Linked DNA regions of Hordeum vulgare: all the other regions are linked to region 1. Evidence: chromatin contacts called from public Hi-C data. All regions are on one chromosome and are shown on one strand. The core of a region is the stretch at or near the end of the contact, and the rest is flanking DNA. Distances in the headings are between cores, read along the strand shown.

What was found. Hi-C and Micro-C count contacts between places; a contact is called where the count stands out from the background.
Region 2: a contact with region 1 is called in a Hi-C map of seedling, with 2.6 times the contacts expected there. The contact joins the promoter of LOC123430565 here to the promoter of LOC123427313 in region 1. A contact is called at or near these places in 4 of 6 Hi-C or Micro-C datasets (leaf and seedling).
Region 3: a Hi-C map of seedling shows a contact between it and region 1, with 1.9 times the contacts expected there. The contact joins the enhancer-like site here to the promoter of LOC123427313 in region 1. A contact is called at or near these places in 2 of 6 Hi-C or Micro-C datasets (leaf and seedling).

What each region holds. Positions count from the first base shown.
Region 1 is chr2H:566,690,313-566,694,267 of MorexV3_pseudomolecules_assembly, reverse strand. It overlaps LOC123427313 (granule-bound starch synthase 1b, chloroplastic/amyloplastic), which reads left to right and starts at 2,184. Exons shown (of 14, transcript XM_045111319.1): 1 at 2,184-2,330; 2 at 3,767-3,955. The coding sequence starts at 3,790.
Region 2 is chr2H:566,463,728-566,467,682 of MorexV3_pseudomolecules_assembly, reverse strand. It overlaps LOC123430565 (ferredoxin-thioredoxin reductase, variable chain-like), which reads left to right and starts at 2,016. Exons shown (of 1, transcript XM_045114424.1): 1 at 2,016-2,829. The coding sequence starts at 2,151. The coding sequence ends at 2,597.
Region 3 is chr2H:566,828,023-566,831,977 of MorexV3_pseudomolecules_assembly, reverse strand. No RefSeq gene overlaps it. Among protein-coding and RNA genes, the nearest start is that of LOC123427315, 42 kb to the left of the region's middle. Within about 2 kb of position 2,222, at least 3 of the 3 cell types and tissues checked have open chromatin away from gene starts, as enhancers often do. A contact at or near this core is called in leaf and seedling, where this site is marked.

The DNA.
Region 1 (3,955 bases), core at 935-3,434:
CGTGTCTTTTGGACATATCTGCAATACTGTCTGAGCTGTGTAAGTCTGGTTTCATTGGACTGATGATAGGTGGCAGCTCAGCCCTAGGGAGCCTAAGTACATCATCTTCAAACAAACCAACTTGCTGGCTCTGCTCAATGTTGTTGTCAGTATCAACATAAAGGCACAATAACTTATTGCCAAGTGCTACTGCATTTGACATGTCATCTGTATCTTCACATGATCTAATTTCTGTCAGGCCAAGGTGCATCATCTCAAATCCGGGCAAGCACCAAAAGACCCTTGCAGTTCCAGAAATATGAAAGCCCAAATTCCATAGCATGTCTTGAATACTGCTTAAGCACCAATATCCTCTATCACAGTAATCAAACCATGCCATTCGTCCATTGATGTAAGACCTGTTTGTGCCTTCTCCAATGAAAAACCCATCATAATTCACAGCCACAGTGAATATATCCTTATGATCAGCACCTACATATGCATAGAAAAATCAATATATCAGTTAGCACATAATTATAAAGCTCATAAATTCAGTCATGTAGTCAGCTAATAAATTCAGTGAGCACATAATTAAAACTCTCACAAATTCAGTTATGCACTTAGCTCATATATTCAGTTACGCAGTTAGCTAATAAATCCAGTTAGCACATAATGCTCACAAATTCAGTTATGCACGAATTTGTCTACCACGAGTACACGAGAACAGGGCATACATTCAGTTAGCACATAATGCTCACAAATTCAGTTATACCCCCTGAAAAACCTTACTTTGGTCGCTACCCGAGAACAAAGCTGGGCCTAACCCCCCTCAAAAACCCTACTTTCTGTACCGGAGCACAAGGGATTACAAGCAATTCATCTACAAGCAATTCATCTACAGAGAAACACAGGAACAGAGGAACACATGAACCATGGAGGTGGGGCACGATGAGGAACATAGGAATAGGAGCGATGAAGGTGGGGCGGATGAGGAACACATGAAGACAGGAGCGGCCGCAGCGGCGCCATGCTTTGAATCGACAGGTCGCAGCCGTCAGCCGTCAGACAGACAGGAACAGGGGGCGATCACTAACCATAGACAGGGGGTGGCTCTCCGTCAGGTCGCAGCCGCGGCGCCATGCTTCGAATCGACGCCGCCGCCAAGGAGGGCGATCAACCCTAGGCGATCAACGTCGCGACGGCAACCGACCGGTTTCGATCAGCCGATGGAGCCGAGGTGTTTTTTTTTTGTTATTCAGATGAAACGAGCTGAGGTGGGTCCTTAAAACGAAATATCTCACAAACCCCCCTCCAGTTCCGAAATTTCATTTTCGCGGTCCTTAAAACGATGACATGGCAGCGTACGGTGCCACGCAAGCAAAATACGTATGAAAACGTCTGTGGTGACCGTATGTGCAGATGCGGAACAAGTTTGTCAACACAAACAATACATTTTCTGAATTGAGTGACTTTTTTGCATGCGACGAACGATTTTAGTGCCTGTTGATGAATTTTACTCAAGTTTTGGACTGTTTTTTCTCTCTTTTTCTTCATCTCCTTTTACCTTTAATTTAGTTCCTAAATTTCTACTTTGAAATAAAAAAAATGGTTGAGGTTTTAAAAATCACGCGTTTAAAAATTCACATGTATTAAAAAAGTTCAGGATTTTCTAAAACCCTCGTACCGTAAAATCCGAAGCCGACGGCGAGTATTCGTGCCGGCATTTGGTTCGCGAGGGAGGAGCCGGGCATGGTCATGGTACCAGTGCCACTATGGTGAACTTGGACTCTCAGCCTCTACTCCACGATCAGATCAGCTCAACAGAGATGGCGACGTACAGGCCACAGGGCACAGGCCACAACCCCACCGGAAACATGTCCGCTGTCGTTTCCTCTAGTCCTTCCTTTCCCCGTCCCCAAACGAACGGACGGCTCACACTCCCGGCACGAGGAAAGCCACGAGCCCTGCGCCCTCTCGCCCCAGCCCCACCCTCGATCTCGAGAAACCGACGGCTCCCGTCCCGACGCGGGGGCCCTCCAGTCTATAGGGATATTCGCCTCCTCCCGAACCGAGCCCGACGCAACGCGCCGGTGCCGGTACGGCGGCGGTGCCCCCGCCCCGGTTTGTCGCCGCGCGGGCCGCGGGCCATGTGGCACCGGCGCACGGGAGCCAACCGCTACCCGTGCGACACCTCCCCCTCCCGCCGCAGGGGGGGGGGAGGATATTTCCTGCCGCTCTCCACGCGCCGAACACTTCTACTACTTGAGCGGAGCCCGTCGTCCTCCCCCGGCCCCCGGCAGCCACTTCCACTTCCCCGCGCCGCGGCTCCAGTCAACGCCTAGCTCAAGAAGGTACGCACTTCTGTGCTCCCAACCAGCATTGGGCTGTTCGATTCTGGTTCTGCCGTTGCTGTTAAGGCCGGTAGAGGAATGTGAGGTGACGGTCAGTTCACTGTCCTCACCACCGTGGAGGTGGAGCTTTCCTCTCTATCTGTTCTCGTAGGGAGGGAGGGATTCTGTACTCTGTAGCTGTTTCCTTCTGCATTTCCCTTGATGCTTGAAATCCTGGCATGCGTGCGTGGTTCATCTTCACCGATCTGGCATGACATGCTCCAGGCCCTACGGCCTTAGTTTCTGACAGTGTCGAAAATGCATGTGCACCCTCTGAACTTCAGAGGTAGTTTGTTCTGCGGGAGCTTGTTGCATCATTGAGGGCACTAGTGACCAGTATCTATGTTTTATGCTTTTGCATTAGCTTCTTCTGGAGTAGTACACGTTTTTGTTAATCTCACCTCGGGCACCCTCGGTGATTTTGTTATTTTTACCATGTCAGGATGTGTTGTGATGTACTGCTCTTCGCCATGCACATTTCTTGACTTGGCATTTGCATTTGACCACACACTGCTATTTCATTTTGGAAGGAGGAAAAATCCTGGGTATTAGTGTTACTGGCTTCATGAAACATTGTACCTGACTTAGGCTTCAACACGAAAGAGTGTTTCTATGATGAAAAAATACTGACATTTATCACTTACATTACATGGGTTGTGCACCAAATCACTCAGGGCTTGTTCGGTTATGCAGGGTTTTAAGAGGTTAGAAAGGGATTGGGGGGGATTAAATCCTTTGCTAGTCAAAATCCCCCTCAAACCTCTCAATGAAAATTCATTTGCATATCTATATCTATAGTATTTGCTACTCTCACGATTTGTACTGTATTTGTTGTATCACATTCTTAAATATTTTTATCTCTAGATATGCACATTGGGAACAGACTAGTGTCCTGGTTATAGGGAGGCTGTTTAACCTCCCTGTCCACCTGGGTTCTATTCCAACAGCTGGTTTGGGTGCGCTTTCGTTCCTTGAATGCTAGGGTTCCTGGACAGTTAATAAGAAAAATAAAAGCCTGCACATTGTCTTGAAGAACTCATCGACAGGGCAATAGTTTCTTTCGAAACAGCATGTAAAATTATCGATAAGAACATATCCGTAATGGAACTTCCTTTTTTTAACCTTGCAGTTGTAGCACTAACAATAATATCCCAGACACGCTTGAATGATAATTGGTCTGTTCACGGTATGCAAGCAGTTAGCACATTCATGTGCCACCTTGTAGTATTCTTTTCTTTGAGAAAATGACAGGTATATTTGTGGCATTGTAAACACTTGTTACCAGCATAGTAGTGCTGCTTTACATTCAGAATGTAAGGTAGCAAATGTATAATCCCATGTTTCTCTGAAGCAGAAGTTCATCATAACCATTTTTCTATCATATGCCATTCTGATAGGTCGTCATTGAGAGGCTGCACCAATGGGTTCTTATCAAACAAACAGTGTTGGTTCACTGAAACTGTCACCTCACATCCAATTCCAACAATCTTGTAACAATGGAGTTATGTTCCTATCCATGCGGAATAAGACACAGCTGGCCAAAAGAAGAGCCACAAATTATGAAACCCATCGTAATTCTAGTAGGA
Region 2 (3,955 bases), core at 767-3,266, 230 kb after region 1:
ATTTTAAAACGGACGTAGTTTTTAATCCGTGCGTCGGATCGCAACAAGTTGTATATGTAAAACGTGTAGATTTTCGCATAGAATAATATTTTTCAGCTCTTATGCATGTTTAAAGTTGTTTAGTGTGTTGTTTGCATCGGTTTGCGTCTCGATGTGTTAGAAACGGTTTAGTCCATAGTTATTAACCGTAGCTCCGTTGGAGGTGAGTCATATATATAAATGGACTAGAACAACGAGTAGAACCACGTGAACCACTTTGTTTTGCCTTTTAACAAACATAAAATGTGGTTAGGACAAATCTGGACAGATTACAAAGTTAGTGCATGGGTCATTTCGGAGATACTATATGTCGTTTTCGGCCTCATTTAAAATGCCTAGATATGTAGTTTAATTTGTGCTTCATCCCTTGCCATGTTTAACAACATCTAATATTGTCGTGGAAATAAACGGGAGTGAACTAAATAATTAAACGTGGAGTTTCGTCAATATGCAACTCGTTGCATATTGAGCTTCACTTAAGGTGTAATATTTGATTGTTGTGAATTGCCATGCCATGCCTTGCATAATTTAAACTCGTCATGCATCATATGTGGTGTGCATTATGTCATGCATGTGCCGTGGTGAATAATGTGTGTTGATTCTTGACGGTGGCGGTGGCAGCGCAGCACGGGCCCGGCCCGTCTTCTTTCCCGCCACGGGCTGGTTGTGCTGGTGGCGGTGGCAGCGCAACACGGGCGCGCTCCTCCTCCTTCATATCCCGTCATTCCTCCTCCGCCTCCTTCTCCAACGCCATCTGCCGACGGCCGTTGGCACGCTCCTCCGCCAGGTGCTGCGGCCTCCAGTGCTAGAGGTAGGCTTCCTCCTGCTGCGACGTCGCGCCCAACCAGATGTGCGGCGCGCTCATCCACTCGTGGAGGCAATCGGTCCACTGGCAGACCTCCCGTTGCGGCTCCGTGGGCTCGGTCTTCGGCGGAGGTGGCACGGCACAGTCGTCGAAGGTGGACAACGTGATGGCCTCCACGAGCTGCTCCTCGTACGCAGCGTGCTCCTCCTCGGCCTTGCGCGACTCTTCCTCCTCGCTCTCACGGAGTGCGGCTGCCAGCGCCACCTGGTAGGCGGCCTCCGCCTCCTAGTCCTCGTCGCTAACAACGGGCGGGGGCTGTGGAGGGCCTCCTAGCTGCTCCTCGTGCTCGACCGCGAACCAGACCTCCTAGTGAGGAGATTCAGTCGCGTACGCAGGGTTGAGCCGACGGTGACTCACCTCCTCCGCGTGCATCCGCGCCGACCGCGATACGACAGACATCGGGATCCTCTCCAGATCCAGATGTCGGTGGTGCGGGAGGGTGACATCAGGGTACGGCAGCAGGACGCGGTACTCCCGGTGCCACCGTGCTTGGTGCATCGGGACGCTGACACGCTCGCGAGGTCGGCGAGGAGATCGCACGGGGGTAGACGGGGGGGGGGGGGGCGTTGCCCTTGTTTTGGAACGAGACGGTCATGGCTGCTGGCTAGGGTTTAGTCGCCGATGAGGTGGCGAGATGGGGACGGGGTGTTCTGGAAGCAGATGAGGCCAAACCACACCACACGCTCGGATTAATAAAAGGCCGACCGCGGTCGCTGCCGCGTGGGCCCTCGGAGGGTGGCCGTCATAAATTAAGTTGACTATCGGTGGTTGGGGCGGACACTCGGAGGGCGCGCGCGTCCGCTTCACGTCTGCGCCGACACATTTCAGTCCGAAATTTGGGTCAGAAATGGCGCGTCCGCGTTTTGGTAATGGGTCGGCGCGTTGGGTCATCACTTTTGTCCGCGCGGACCCAAATGAACGGCGATGGATGAAATGGATCGCCCCGTTGGAGTTGCTCTAAACTGATTTTCTTTAGTGTACTATTTTAGAGTAGCTGTTGGAGATGTTCTTTGAGCTGTGTGATGATCATTTGCAAAAAATAAAAAGAAAAAAGAAGCTGTGTGATGATCAGATTCAGATGTCCCTTGGAATGCGTAGGGGACACCAGCGCATCGCTTCTTCCTTTTTCCACTTTTCTCCCCAATAACCATCACTTCCACCTTCGGCGCCGCCTATCTTACCCTCACGTGCACACCGCCTGCTCGACGCAATTCCCCACACGCCCGCGAGCGCACCAACCTCCCCGATGGCAACCGCCACCGCCGCGGCGTGCCCTTCCACCTCCTCGTGGCTCCTCCTCCGCCGACCCCTCCCTCCAAATTCCGCGGCCGGGCGCTGCCTCGCGCCACCGCAGTGCCGCGCGCGCCTCCGCTCCGCGCGCCAGGTCGCCGTCAGCAGCTTGTCCCCATCCCCATCCCCCGACGTGGCGGACGAGGAGGCCGCGGCGGCGCCCAAGCTCGGCAAGCGCGTGCGCGTCACGGCGCCGGTCCGCGTCTACCACGTCCCCAAGGCGCCGGACCTGGACCTCCGTGGCATGGAAGGTGTGGTCAAGCAGTATGTCGGTGTCTGGAAGGGCAAGCGGATCACGGCCAATCGCCCTTTCCGGGTGGAGTTCGAGCTGAAGCTGGACGGGCAGGACAAGCCGGTCCGGTTCCTCGCTCACCTCCGGGAAGACGAGTTCGAATTCGTCTGAGACGAATAGGAGGACCCCCTCTGTGTTGTCTGTAGAATAATGCGCCCTTGGGGGCGGATGCAGCATGTGTACATTAGAGAGGAGATTGAAGAGGGAGATTGCAAGTAAGTTGATGTTTGTTTGCTTTTCTTGTGCTCCTCCTCACTCTCCTGTTCGACATCAAACCTTTCAGATGTGAGAGTTGTTCGAGATGATGACGATTATGAACAAAAGCAATTGTTATACTGATGAATCTGCTGCTGTGTTCAATACTTTCCTCTGTTTATTGTTTCATTCAAGAAAAAATGTTGTCCGAGAGGATTCAGTGGTGGTAATGAGTTAATGATGGAAGCCGATCTGTCTAATGGGTAATAAGTACTGTATGTTCTTAATACTCCTGCCCTGAACAGAAGATATCATATACTTGTATATTGGATTCAACATTTACCCCTGCCCTGAATCATTATATGGGGGAATGCGTAGGCACAATGGAACAATTGAGAATCATTCAAAGTATCATGAAAATCACTGAAAATGGATAGTACACTGCCAACTGAATATGCTAGTTCTACTAAAACTAACCTCTTAATGCTTTACTTTTGGGTTGAAGAGCCCTCACTATGTTGGTATCTTCTGATGAAGTTTAGTGTGTCACTATCCATGGGCAGGCCGGATTTTATCCGATTTGATTGGAAAATATGTCGAAATTTTCTGCATGCTGAACAAAATGAATTGCTTATTTGAATGCATATTGTAGCTGTTAAAATTGAATACACAGTGACCCACTTTCTCAGGCATTTTTAGGTCAGCTTTCCAAACCCAAACTAGAAAAGAGGCCGTCCTGTTAACAACATGAAATTGAAGACATGTTAGAAAACTTTTTGAACAGCGTTGGTGTGATCTATGCAAATTATTTTCACATGGACCTTCAGGATTGTACTCCGAGCTGGCACAGGCACAAAAGAAAAAGAAAAAAGAATACAAAACTGTAGGTTCTATTCTTTTTTGATATATATGTCAATCCTTACTGCAAACAATATATATTTTCAGCATAGTCTTAATAATCTTCTAATGATTTAAACCTTGTCCAATTCACATGTGAAAAGAGTAAATGCTGATCGTTATGTACTCAGGTTGAATTTAAGGTTTTCATCTTGTTTAAGGTTTTGTCCTTCCATCCATGGGGGATATCTAGAGCGAACTACTCCCTCTGTGCCTAAATAATTGTAGTTGGGGAGAACTAGTCTAGTTCTCCCCAACTACAATTATTTAGGTACAGAGGAAGTAGTATGTAAATGCCAACTCCTCATTTGGGTAGTTGATTGTTCAGCTTTGGAGCGATGCGAGGTAGGAGCTGTTAGCAAAATGTATCTTTCTGT
Region 3 (3,955 bases), core at 973-3,472, 140 kb before region 1:
GAAATTTGTGATATTTTTTCAAAACTGACAACATTTCTAAAATTTGGTTAACTATTATACAAATATTATATTAAATATAACTATTGAACTTTCTTTATACCAATGGACCTTTTTCATATTTGTGAACTTATTTTGAAATAGATTAATATTTGTAAAATCTATTTTTTCCAAATTTTTAGTTGTTTTTCTTAATTTATGAACATTTTTAAAATCTACGATTTGTTTTGAAATTTATGAACTTATTATATAAATTGATAAATGTTTTCCTAATTAATGAATATTTTGTGATTTTTTCTTGAAAAGTTATTGGTCAGATGGTGAATGGTCAAATGTTCCATAATCGAAGGGATACCGGTTATCTAGTTAACCCAACCTATGTTGTCATCAAATTGGACTTGTGAGCGAGTGATGTAGGAAGCGATCGAGCGAGGGACGTTGTGTTCGTGTGTATTTGGACCGGCTCACTTGAGGAGGCGCATGAGCCATAGTTGGCCAACCTCGCACTTAAGGCGCTAAAGAACGGGTCTTTAGAAAAAGCGGGACATAGGGGGAGCTCCTAATGAGCGCTTTCGACGCCAACTTGTCGTTCCGACACGCACACAGCCACGGTCTTGGGCCAGACCAAAACGGAGGCACGTCCCAAAAAAAGTAGCGTGCTTGAGAAGAATCGAGCGACCTAGTTATCCTTGTTACAAGGCGCTAACCACTCGTCCACTTAGCGAGGTCTTTTAGGTTACATCATTTTTCAATTCCTATTTTTTTCTTCCTTATATTATGATTGTTTTCCAAATTCGTGAACTCTTTTCAAAGTGATTAGCTTTTTTAAATTCCGATGATTTTTTTTTCAAAATTGATAAAACTTAATAAATACTTCATCAAATTTGAAAAAAGTTCATAGCTTAGAAAATAAATTTATTGGATTTGGAAAAAGTTCATCTATTTTTAAAAAATTCATCAAACTTAATTTTTTTAATTGAAATTGAAAAGAAAATCATCACAGTTGAAAAATAAGTTCACCAGATTATTAAAAATAGTTTAGCAAATTTGGAAAAGGTTTGCCGAATTTGCAAAAAGTTCATCAAATTAGAATAATCTCTATCAAAATTAAAAGATGGTCATAAATTTTAAAAAACTTCATTGTATTTTAAAAATGTTAATTGAGTTTTAAAGAAAATCATCAAATCTGAAAAAAGTTCATCAAAATTGGAAAAAAGTTCATAAAACTCGAAAAAAAGTTCATCAGATTATAAGAATAGCTTAGCAAATTTGAGAAAGTTTCATGGAATTTGAAAAGAGTTCATCAAAGTAGAAAAAACTCCATCCAATATGAAAAAAGTTCATCAAAATTGGAAAAAAATTCATATATTTTTTTTTAAAAGTCTGTGAGATTATAAGAATAGTTTCGCAAATTTGAGAATGTTTCACGGAATTTGAAAAAATTCATCAAAGTAGAAAAAACTCCATCCAATGTGAAAAAAGTTCATTATTTTTTATAGAAGCACAAAAATGGAGAATAATCGATTTTTAGAAAATGAGTTTAATAAAAAGAAAAAAATTCCATGTCGGAAACGACCACAAACAGGAAAAAATGGAGGATTCTCATGACAAACGAGAACATAGGGCACCCGAGAGAGACAGGAGGACGCGTGACTCGGTCAACTTGAAGGCTAGCCAATTAACGTTATTTTTTCTAGATTTAATCCTTTAAATATGTTGTTGATATTTTATTGTTTTCAGTATTGTTCACACACGAGCATGACACATTCATGGGGGTGAGGGGGTGGAGGGGCTAGACCCCCCAACGATCGTGTCGCACCTTAATAGCGGTGCGTTGTCGCTAATCTTATGGGCTACGCAAGCGTGCGCTTGCTTCCCTCTCCCCGTGTGATTTGTGCTTCCCATAGCCAGCGAGGGCCCATGCAATGGTGATTACTCCCTCCGTTCCTAAATATAAGTCTTTTAAGATATTTCATTAGGAGTCTACATACGAAGCAAAATGAGTGAATCTACACTCTAAAGTATGTCTATATACATCCGTATGTAGTTCATTAATGAAACCTCTTTAAAAACTTATATTTAGAAACGGAGGGAGTAGTTGATTGCACTCTAAAGGCCCAAATCCCAAACAAATAAAAAAGAAATGCAGCCCACCATGAAGGCGAAGGGGCCAGGCTATGAAGCTGTAACCGCGGGGAGCTCCTACTCGGCGCTCTAAGCGTCGCTTGGCGATCCTAGCACTCGCACGGGGCGCTTAGCGGGCCGGCCCAATGACCTGCTCCACGGGAACGTGAAGAAGAAAAAAACTTAGCAATACTAAAAGAATAAGAAAGGGGATCTTCTTTCAATTTTATTACTTCTTTTGCCCTTTCTCTTTTTTTTTCGTTTTTCATTTTCGGCCTTTTCAAAAAAACTTAGCAATACTTAACACATCCCGCTTGTGGGGCATGGTGGTTGCACCATGTAATTTGCTCAGGTTGCTCGCGTGTTTGAATCATGTTTAAGTAGGTTTATTTTTTATCGGATTAAAAATAGAAAAAACCAAGATGGGTCAGCCGAGCAAACGTGTGTGAAGACGCCGGTTTGCAAAAAATGCCTATAACCGGCGCCCGAATAGGATTTGCCCGGTTCAGGCCTCCTCTAATCCCTTGGATTCTAACTTGCTAAAAAGAACTTCTCCAGCGATCGCGTCGGCCGTCTACTTAGATCTTCTATCTATTCTATCCACCGAGAAGGGAAGGCGACAGAAATGTGTCATTGCGTTGATCCAACAACTCATTCTGTCTAGCTGGCTGCATGGATGAGCTAGCGGACGAGGAAACAAGGTTCAATTTTTATTTCCAGCATTAGATTTGGTTGTGTCTTTCAAACCATGAAAGGTGTGATACTAGAAATAGAGATATTAACACCTTGCGCACATGATTTGATCCTGAATTCCCAATATCGCGGCCGCTTGTGACGATGAGCCACATTGATGTTGTATCTTTTCTCCATCCAAACTCAAGCAAGCAGTGATGCTGTGATTGCCGCTTCTGTTGACGGCAGTATTTCTTTTCTCTGGGTGTAACCATTGTATCAATATATACTTTTTAACATCAACATATTATTGATATGGCCTAATACGGTGATCTTTAATGCCTTAGTTAGTAGTAATTCTGAAGTTGTGGTTACACGTGTTGTTGGTGATGGATACATATCTGATCTCTAATATACTTACTATCTTTTATCCCTGTTTAATTGTACTTCTCTACACAACAAATAAATCAAAAGAATAGAACATATTGCTATTTTCAAGCCATCTGCTTCTAGCTCAAACTCTTTCTACTGAAAATACAAATTCAACTTGCTAATCCTATGACCATATAGGTAATCATAGAGCTAATTTACATTGACAATTTTAACACATGTCTTATTCTCCTATACATTAATTAATACTTGTGCAATTATTGCAAAATATAGATTTACATTTTATGTGAGATGGTATCACATATTATTATGTGTGTGACATGTATATCTTTTTTGGGTAAAAAAGATAGTTATCTCTTCCGCCCCCTATGTTCAAATCCTGGCTACGTCCCCGTGTGTACCTCCAACGCCTAGGGTGATGCATTACAGCTCACGTCGAAGGAGACACATCCAGAAACGCGGTACGCAAGAAATCCGATGGGTGTTTTCAAGAACACGAAATCCCACTCGCCCGAGAGGGACCCCGCCAGGGCGTGCAGCGGCTATGGGCTGCCCTAGGTCGATCTGATCGCCCCTAGAGCCTCATGGATCGATGCCCTCCTGACAAAGAACGAACGAAGCACAAGGAAGAAGAATAACAAGAGAGAAGGTAAAAGGTAAAGGTAAAATATGACAGATTGATTTGTTGATTGTGTGTTGTCCAATCGACCGTCACCTCTCACCTATTTATGAGGCAGCTAGACTTTTCGTACAAGAAAAAGGACTCCAAAAC